2 separate regions of the Anas platyrhynchos genome follow, and region 2 is linked to region 1. The links are chromatin contacts, called in public Hi-C maps. All regions are on one chromosome and are shown on one strand. Each heading gives the region's core, a stretch centred on a gene start, on an enhancer-like site or on the middle of the called end of the contact. The rest is flanking DNA. Distances are from core to core; before and after follow the strand shown.

The links. A called contact is a pair of places that touch in the nucleus more often than the background predicts.
Region 2: a contact with region 1 is called in a Hi-C map of subcutaneous adipose tissue, with 3 times the contacts expected there. The contact joins the promoter of NHSL2 here to the promoter of FAAH2 in region 1. A contact is called at or near these places in 3 of 8 Hi-C or Micro-C datasets (liver, skeletal muscle and subcutaneous adipose tissue).

What each region holds. Positions count from the first base shown.
Region 1 is chr10:8,704,320-8,709,162 of IASCAAS_PekinDuck_T2T, forward strand. FAAH2 (fatty acid amide hydrolase 2) reads right to left here and starts at 1,711. Exons shown (of 11, transcript XM_027465126.3): 1 at 1,404-1,711; 2 at 1,210-1,292; 3 at 980-1,113; 4 at 641-850; 5 at 140-259. The coding sequence starts at 1,601.
Region 2 is chr10:8,857,717-8,862,595 of IASCAAS_PekinDuck_T2T, forward strand. It overlaps NHSL2 (NHS like 2), which reads left to right and starts at 3,251. Exons shown (of 8, transcript XM_072043144.1): 1 at 3,251-3,993. The coding sequence starts at 3,687. LOC113844715 (a long non-coding RNA gene) reads right to left here. Exons shown (of 2, transcript XR_005268114.2): 2 at 1,608-4,879.

The sequences.
Region 1 (4,843 bases), core at 461-2,960:
CACGCCATGGGCTTGCCCCGTGCAAGAATTTGCTTGTCGCTGCCCGGCAGCCCCACGGTGGCAAAACCCACTGGAGGCAACCAGCAGAGCTTCCTCCCACCGCCCTCCTCCTCCGTGCATTTCACCTGCAGAGCTTCACCTGTGGTGGGTTTATGGCCAAAGACGCCGTTGAAGAAAGCCGGCATCCGGATGCTGCCGCCGATGTCGGAGCCCACACCTATCACCGAGCAGGCGGCTGCAAGGACGCCACCCTCCCCTCCTGCACAGGAGAAAATAAAGCAAAAACAGTGGTCGATAGCACAGAACAAGCAGAAGCACCCCGCGGTAGGCACTTCCCTTTGTGTGCACGCAAAGTGGCCCCAGCCACTTTTGCAATGTCTGGGAAAACAGGCCAAGCGGATTTTTGCTTGCTTAAATGCCACATCTGCATTGTGCTTTGTAGCCATAACAAGATGAAGCAGTGCCAAGTGTAACACCTAGGAGGTGTGAAGACGCTGGGCCTACAAATCACCTCCTGCACCGCCCCGGACAATGCCTGCAAGCTCTGCAGGAACCCGGCAGCGAGTGAAAGCAGCGTTCAGCGAGAGCAATTTCCTTTGTACATTTTGACCCCTTCCCTCCCCCGGAGCAGCGTGCTCACCTGAGCTGCCCCCCACGATCCTCTGCAGGTCATAGGGGTTGTTGGTCCGGCCGTAGACCCTGTTGCTGGACTCGTACCACATGCACAGCTCGCTGCAGTTGGTCACCCCCAGCGGGATGGCGCCGGCTTGCTTCAGCCGTGAAACCACGGTGGCATCGCAGGTGGCGATGACATCGCGGCGGTTGACCAGGCCAGAGGTGTTGGGCATCCCTGTGAGGGAAGGGTCAGCAAAGGGGAGGCAGATGGGGAGCAGGACACTGTTTCCCCCCAAGCTCCCCGCAGAGGCCACCTAACACCCAAGGCGCTGCGTGCAAGAGGCAGGGGAAGGGGGGAACCCACCGTGCAACGAGAAGGCCTCCTTGACAGTGATGGGCACCCCCAGGAAGGGGAACTTCTCCTCCAGGTAGTCATCGCCGGGACCTTCTGCCAGCAGCTTGTCCACCTGCCGGGCTTCCTGCAGAGCCTCCTCGAACCTGCAGGGCACCCAGGGGAGAGGCAGCTCAGGTGCTGGGGATAAGGGATAAGGGATAAGGGATGAGATAAAGGGGATAAGGTAGCCCCCACGCTACCTGTCCTTGACGACGGCGTTGATCAGCGGGTTCACCTCCTTGATCCTCTCGATGTAGGCTTCCACCACCTCCACGCACGTCACCTTGGGGAAGGGGGGGAGGAAGGCGCTGAGCGACGGGGGCTGCCCCAAAACTCACCCTACACCCCCCCAACCCCCCAAATAAATCCCCAAATAAATCATAAATCCCCATACCCAGCACCCCGGGGTGCCCACCTCCCTCTGCCGGAGCTTCTTGGCCAGCTGGCAGGCTGGCAGCAGCAGCAGCGAGCGGCGCGGGGGGGGCACGGAGCGGGGCGGCGAGGGGGCGGCCAGCCCCAGCAGCGCCAGGCAGGCTCGGGACAGCAGCCGCAGAAGCAGCGCCAGGCAGCGCTCGGCGCGAGACAGCGCCATGGCCGCTCCCAGCGCCCCTAGGGCTCCAAGTGCTCCAAGTGCACCAAGTGCTCCTAGTGCCCCTAGTGACCCAAGTGCGCCAAGTGCGGGCGGGGAAGCTACGTAAACAGCGGAGCCACCGCCCGAAGGAGGGCGCGGTTGCCGCGGTAACGGTGCGGAGCGCTGCGGAGGTGGCGTAGGGTGCGCAGCCGGCGTAAGGCGCCGGGCTCGCAGCGCCGCGGCAAAATGGCCGCCGGGGAGCGGGGCGGTCCCGGGGAACGGGGGGGGTCATCGCCTCCAAGGAGAGCGCTGTGGGAGCTGGGGGTGCGGGGAAGGAATAAATAAGTTGAAGCTAAAGGGTTTTGGAGACCCCCCCGCCGCCCCCCGGACCAAAATCCTGACCCAAAATCTCGGTTTTTTGGCTGTTTTGAAGGTTTTTTTTGTGCCTGCGAAGCCAGCCTGTTTGTGGGAGTCACTTGGGGCGTGCATGCTCCGCGAGGATGCCGGAGCAACCTCTGCCCTGTGGAAACAAGCCTAGCATCAAAGCCAAGTCATCACGATAGAGTGTTTTTTTTTTATTATTATTATTATATATATATATATATACAGCTGTTATCAAAGAGATTGCTTTCCCTGTAAAAGGCGGGGGAGTCTCTTTGTCCCACGTGGAGATGGGACATTTTTTTTTTGTCCCCTGGTGATTTTAATAACCCAATCTCTTTATTTTTTTTTTCCCCTGGCAGGTCTGCCCTGACCACGCGCTGGCACGGGTCCCCCGCCGCGCTCCGTGTCCCCGTGTGTGCCTCCGGCAGTGCAGCAGCAGGGAACCACTCCGTGTGCCCTGACATTGCTGAAACACCCGCACAGGTGGCCTTATCTAGGTCCTCAGGTAGTCTTTGCACTTTCCCCTGCAATATCTAAGCACCTACACGCCCTCAGATTACGACAGGGGCGGATTAGAAAGGTTTCCTCGTGTCTGCGTCTCTGTGTAATCGTGGGTTAGCAAAGCCCCAAAGTCACCTGCTTAGAAGAAATGGTAAGCCAGGACTTGTTAACACTTGGCCCGTGAAATCTGGCACCTTCGTGTTGCTGAGGTGGAGCTAGCAATGAGAAGGCAACTTCGGAGCTTGGGGGAGCCTGGGTCAGCCCCACAGGCTTCTGCCAGAGCGAGAGCACTGACGTGCATCCATCCCCAGGAAGGAGATGGAGAGAATGCCCCTCCTAATCACCGTCCCAGTGCTGCTCTTGTCATTTTTCTGGCAAATTTGCCGTTCCCCCTCAAGTCCTAGCCAAATGTTGGCAGAGAGGGCTAACAGCAAAATCTCTTCTGCCCAAGGTCTCCTCTCCCTTTGCTGCTCTTCCTTAGGCAGCCCAGCTTTGGTGTTGTTTGCTGTGCAAAGTGTCTCCCTTCATCTTCGTCATCTTCAAGAACAGCTTTGAAATTCATACCCGGTCACTTGGCACCAGTGCCCCGCGTCCCCGCTAATCACGCTGTGTGCCAGTGCTGCCCCAGATCGCAGCTAGTGCTGCTTCTCACTAGGACGAGCTTTCTGGGAGCAAAGCCAAAAGAACAGCTACCATAATTCATGGTATCCCAGAGGAACTTCATTTCCATGAAAAATGGAAAGATGAGATAGAAGGTGCTGTAGAAATAAAGTACCAGGACGCCTAAGATCAAAATTAAGACTGCTTTTCAATGGCCATAATCAACCCAACAAGCAAGCAACACCCCATAAGCCAGTTAATTCCAAGCTGATTAAAAAACAAGCAGCCGAGAGCAAGGAGGTTGGAAATAAGCAGTGAAGCTCACACATCCAAAGCTGTCCCCCAGCTAAGGAGAAGAAAAGCATGATTCAGGGTCTTGCATCCCTGGGACTTAGGCCTGTCATTATCACCAGACATTTCAGTATTAACAAAGGCTTAAAAAGACAAGAGCGATTGGCAAGAACGTGTGGAAAGCTGGCGTGGTTCTGCTTGTTGCATGTATGTATGTTGTAACACTAATTGGCCAAGAAACCATGCAGTAAGCTCAGCAGCAGAGCTCGAGGCTGGTGGGAAGCAGAGAGGCGTGCGCTGATGGATGGTGCTGTGTTCTGGTGACCTTCACCGAGCTCACCGAGCCGCTCAGGGTCTTTTCTCCAGCGCAGAAAAAGAAAAGGCTTTCAGGAAATTAAAATAAGAAAAAAAAATAATCCTGGGAGTACAATTCTTTGCAAAATGAGTCATTCAAAACATATATGTAAAGCTTCAGGAGAAAACTGGTTTGTGCAGAACGTTGCTGGGGTGGGGGAAGAGAGGAGGGACATTTAAATGCTCAGCCTGAAACACAACACCTCAGACACTTTATTTCCCAGAAAACAAAAACAAATAGTAATAATAATACAGAAACCCAACCCACCAAGTTTGAGGTTCCTCCGAGCCTGCCATTAATCAGATCCACCACTGAGCGATGCTGTGCTCTGCGTTTCCATTATCTGTCTTCTTGAGCGCTTGCCAGGAGCCAGCCCGCCTGCTGTGCTGTGTGGCTGTTGAATAACCAGGGTGCAGCACACAGGGGTTTCAGAGAAATTCTCCGAAATAGCTCCAGGAACCTCGCACCCGAGCTGAGCAGGCTTCGCAGGAACTTCTGCTTGTTGTCAGGGGGAGGGCCTGCTGAGAAACGGGTGCAGGAACCCGGGAAGCTTTCCGAAATACCAGCTGGAGAGCACGCGGGTACCTGTCCAAAGTCACCGTCCCGCAGCTGACCTGCAGTGCAGGCTGTCCTTAGCTTCAGCGGAGACAGCTGGGGGCTGTGGGGTGCCCCCCACCAGCCCCTGGCCCCTCCACTCCTGGGTTTTGGGGTGGGTTGGGCAAGGAGCACGGGTAAACCTCGGGGACATCCCTTGGTCCACGCAGTCCCTGGAATGGTCTGGGAACCCCCTTTGCTGGCAGCATGGGCACAAGCCCTGCGGTTCCCCTGAGGTGGAGGAGTTTTCCTGTCAGCACCTTGTGCTCTGTGGCCATGCTGGGAGTGGTTTTGGGCTGTGGCTGTGGCGTTTTGGTGTCTGTGTGGGGTTGCGCATCCCCAGCTGGCGGTGGTCCCGCTGTTGGTGCAGAGAGGGAAGCCCAGGGCTCGGCTGGTGCCGTGCTCTGGAGCATCTAGAGGTGCAGTGAGTGGGTTTTTTATTTTTATTTTTATATTTTTATTTTGTCAGATTCCCCACCTGAGGGAGCAAGGACTGGGTTTCAGCTCCCTCTCCCCTATGAGGGGCTGCGCTTGCCGG
Region 2 (4,879 bases), core at 2,001-4,500, 150 kb after region 1:
GGGCTGGTGGGCACTGCTGGAGGTGCCAGCCACTGGGTGATGGGCACCATCCGTGACAGCACACCGGGGAATAACCCAGGGAAAGCAAAAGTCAGCATCACCAACAAGAGATCAAACATTTCAGGACCAAACCCGAGCACAGGCGAGGCACAGAGCAGCAAAACCCGCACGTTTTCGTGACAGCGAGGCACCAGGTTTGGCTCTCCATGTCCCAGGACCTCAGCCCTGGGTCCCAGGTGGAAACAAACGGGCTTTGTGGCCTGGCCGTGCTGCACCCATGGCCTGGGCTTTCATCACTTGTTTCAAATGAGCACATGGAAAAAAAATTCTCTCCCTGGCCTTGGTCCTCACATGTGCCAGGGAGCTGTGTGAGTGCTGGCGTGTTCCCCAAGAGCAGCAAGACGTGGATGTGCCACACTGCCAGCTCCTCTCAATTCACCAGTGCTCCTTTTTCCTGGGCTTGTGAGCCTCAAGTCTCTCCCATCTCAAGTCAAAAAACATTGGGCAGAGAATGGCAACCCTCTTGCACGAAGGATCGTCGGTGTTTCTGTTCTGATCTGGAAGAGAGAAAAAGCACCCTGAAGCAGGAGGTACTAGAGGCTGTCACAGAGCCTTGGGTCTGAGGGGATATCCAGGGACTCCTCGCATCTCTTCAGTCTGGGGAGCAGGGAGGTGCTCCTGGAAGATGGTTTCCTCCAGTCTGGAGGTGAAGCTGCTTCCAGGAACATTTCCATTGCAGTTTGCTGTCTGGGAAGCTGAGCCCTGCCTTGTGGGAATTTTTCTGATGGAAATTTTTCTCTTGCAAAGTCCTGTTGTGAAGGTCTCCTGCCCCAGAGCTGATAACAGGCTTCACCTAATGCCTGTTAGGTCACTGATACAGATCTTAACGTTGGATCTTTGGGCTGGATCATTGGGCTGCTGGCTTCTCCAGCAGCTTCCCATCACCTGAGACATGAATTAATGCTTCTCAAAGAGGTCACCTCTCTTTGGCAAAACGTGAAGGACTGAGGCCAGGGTTCCCCCAGCTTGGTGCTGCCCACAGCCTTCTTTGCGTCTCCGCTTCTGAATCCACATGGTCATAGGTAGGTGCCTGTGCATCCTGCGAGCAGGAGAGGAGCCAGGCAGGAGGGAGGCAGGGTTTGGGTGAGTGCTGCAGCAGGAGTTAAGGCAGGCAGGCTCGAGCGAGCCAAGGGGAACTAAAGTGCAAAACAAGCAAGAGCGCTTGGCCGTCAGCTGCAGGCGATGAGAAATATTTTCCTTTTCTTCTTTGGGCCAAATCTCCAGCAGTGATGCTCAGCAATTCTAGAGCAATTGCACAGTGACACCCAGAGGACAGGCCCCACAAGCTGTAACCACCTCACCCAGTGCAGCTGCCCAGCCAAAAGTGATGGGACCCGGCGGGGCTGTGCAGAGCCACCGAGGAATGAAATCCACGGAAAATGCTCCTCTGCCGCAGCCTGCCTTGGTGCTGGACACATCTCACACCAGGAGGATAAATAATTCATTTCCGTTCTAGAAATGTGTATTTCAATATCGAAAAGTAACACTATTTATTGCCGGGAGAGGCAGTCCCCCCCTGGGCCCTATAAATATTTATGCAAACCGAGGAAGAAAATATGCTGGTAATTTAATATGTCTTTAAAATAAATGTTGCATATAAAGTAGCCCGTATCTAATTAAACATATTGCTGCATTGTATATGGCTGCTGCTCAGCCATTTATAGTTGCACCAATACATTAAAAGTTTAGATTAGAAGAGGGCTAAAGCCGCTGAATATAAATACAAAGCCAAATTTCAGCAGAGAGGGACCTTGCTGTAAACCCCTCACTGAGGATAAAATGATGTTTTCCCATCGCTGTCTGAGTCCATCTAGGGAAGATGGGGCAAAGAGGTGATGGAGACGGATCCTGCTTGGTTTGGGAAGATCACAGCTTCGTGCTGACCGCTCAGAGCAGGGTCTCGAGGCGCAGGGCTTGCTGTCCCCTGATGGACGTGTCCTCAGCTCCATCCTCCAGGTACCGTCCAGGACAGTGACACCTGGCGGTGCGTCTTTTCCCGCTGTCCATGGAGCTATTTTCATGCAGTATTTTCCTTATTTGCTCACAAATTCAAAGGACGCGAGGGGAACGAAAGCGTCCTCGTTCATGCACCAGCACCACAGGGGAGAAACCCACATCACTGCTGGTGTCTTGAGTCCTTCTAGGATGGGAAGTTCAGCAAAGCTCAGTTTTGAAAATTAGGAGCTGACCATGCTTAAACCTCTGAAAATCAGGGAAATACTAAGAAAATGTATATCTGAAGGCAACTTCACTGCCCTCTGCCTGAAAGAGGCAAGTTGTGCATGCAAACACTGCATTAGGAACATGCCGAAGTAAAGCAGAGCTTGGACAAGCTATGAGAAATTGGTCATACGTAGAAATTTGAGGCATCCTGCTCTGCTCTGCTGCTCCCCGTGCCATGGTGTGTGCTGGACCCTCGGGTGGTCTGGGCACACGGGATCACGGCTCGCAGCAGCTGGGGTTTGTGGCTGTAGGTGTCTCAAGCTGTGTTTTTGTGTTTACTGTTGAGTGCTGCACGGCCTGAACTCTGCCCGGTGGGGCTCCAGCTGGCCCAGGAGTTGAAGGAAAGCCGCCTGCAGGTTGCTGGCCACAATTCAGCAGCTTTGGATCAAAGTCAAAGCCCCCTCTGAGGGAAAGGATGAAATGTAAGGTATGTATTAATGGATACCAAATCGGTTATTCCAGAGGGTGAGGTGTACCCATGAAGAAACTCATTTTCAAGCCCATCCAGAACTGCTGAATAATCAGCAAACTCGATCAGCAGATCATCAAAACACCCATCTTCCTGAAGGAGGCACTGGTTGAGCTGCCACCGGCTGTCCTGACCTGTTGCTGGCTTTCTGCAGCGGCACCAAGTAACTCATCAGTAACAAGAGATTTGGCACCTCGGTTTCTCACCCGTGCACTCCTCCCAGGGGAAAAAAAAATGACAGTGAGAATGATCAATCACTGGCACAGCCTCCCCAGGAGTGTGCTGGAGCCCCCATCGCTGGAGACTTTCAAGATGCAACCGTTCAGGGTGCCTCCTGTCGAGGCTCCCTTTCCCCACAACAGGTTGGACCTTACGACCTCGTGAGGTCTCTTCCATCCCGGGCTGTTCTGTGATTCTGTGTGTCTGTGACCGTAGGGATGATCTGTGCATCGTCCCACGTTTCTTCTGCAGAGTTCCCCACCCCACCACTCGCTGCAGCACAGCTCCGCGCCTCCATGGGAAAGCTCAGCTGCTGCCGAAACTCTGACGCAGATGAAAGAAGCACAAAAGCTCCAAGCAGAGCAGATTGAATGCCTCCCGTCGCAGGGCTCCCACGTCTCCTTGGCCTCTCGTGTCTTGCTCAGACGTTTCCCATGGGAAGCCTTGCTGGCGTGGAGTCAAACGCCGGGTGCCCCGATGCAAGAGCTCTCCACTCTCCTTGTTTTCTGCATGATCCCACTTCTTCTTCAGCAAACGCAAGCCAACAACAGCTCTCATTGATTTGGCTCTAGCTCGTGGCCCAGGTCCCAGAGTTTTCTGCTCATGAGTAAAACAGCTAAAGCACAAGCAGCCGTATGTGACCTTACCAGCACATGTTAGCGACAGAACAGCTTGTCTGACGTGCTGCTAGGGAAAAGGTTTGGAAACTAGAAGGATGGTTAAGGGGCCTGGGAGGCAGGAGCAGGAAGAGGGAATTTCACCTCTGAGATGGATCCGAAGTGCAGGGGTTGTGCTTTGGGTAGGGCTCAGCACCGGGCTTGGGTGGCAGCTGGCCCTGCGTCTCCACTGTGTTGGGTCCCTGCCCTCCCAGTTTGGCACTTATTTGGGGAACAGGGCACCGAGTGCGTGCGCAGACACCGACCTCCACCCTTGCCTCTCCACACGCTCTAGGAGAGGAGCCAGACAGCAAAGGCAGGAGGAGAGCGTGCTCCCCGAGCAGCCGGCAGCACATTGTAATGTGGGTAAGTTCTCACCAACATTTATTTAACTAGCTGAGAGACACTTAGCAAATGACACGGGCAGTAATGACAACGTTCTCCGCGCGTTTCAGATGTGCAGGGAACGCAGCCACGGCTGGCAGGACCAGGACAGCAAATTAGGAAGCGGGAGACATTTATTATCGTAATGGGAAGTGACAGTGATGGATCACCTGGCGTGACACTCCTCTCGCCACCGCATGCTAATGGCAGGGACGGAGCTGCTGAGGCAGCCTGCGGTGTGACGAGCCCTGCCAAACCCTGGGGGAGATGGGGAGGGCTCCTCCAGGAGGAACGCAGCCCTGTGACAAACGGGCACCCTCATCCCTTCACAGCCCATGTTTGTGCACTAAAATCTCAGGGCATTTGGAGCAGGAGCTTTCGCACACGCTCTTAGCAAAGCCTGCTCCAGGAAAGTGCCAGCAGTGCTAGGGCAAACAAGAGCAGAAGTTGGAAGGGGGACGTGGGGCTAAGCTGCAGAAGCAGGCTGCAGGTGGGCGCTGGCTGCTCGGGGAAAAGCTGAGCGCTGGGAACAGGGTGAAGGTCGGTGCCAGCAGCTGTTCCATGGTTTGCCTTCAGCTCACTTAGGCGGTTAGGAAAACAGAAGCAAAGTTATTTTAAAGCGTGGGTTGGCTTTTGAGTCAGAGCTCAGGAAAAGATTAAAAAAAAAAAAAAAAAAAAAGGAAAAGAAAAAAAGGTTGAGAGTAAGTGATCATGATATTTGTTAGGTTTGTGGCTGGGCCAGCGTTGAGGTTGAGACTGTGGGATTGTGATATTCAGAAGTGCTCCTGTGTCACCCATGGAGAAACATCCCAAATGTCACAGGCAGTGCCACTCCAGAAGAGGCAAAGGCACCAGAAAACACCAAAGG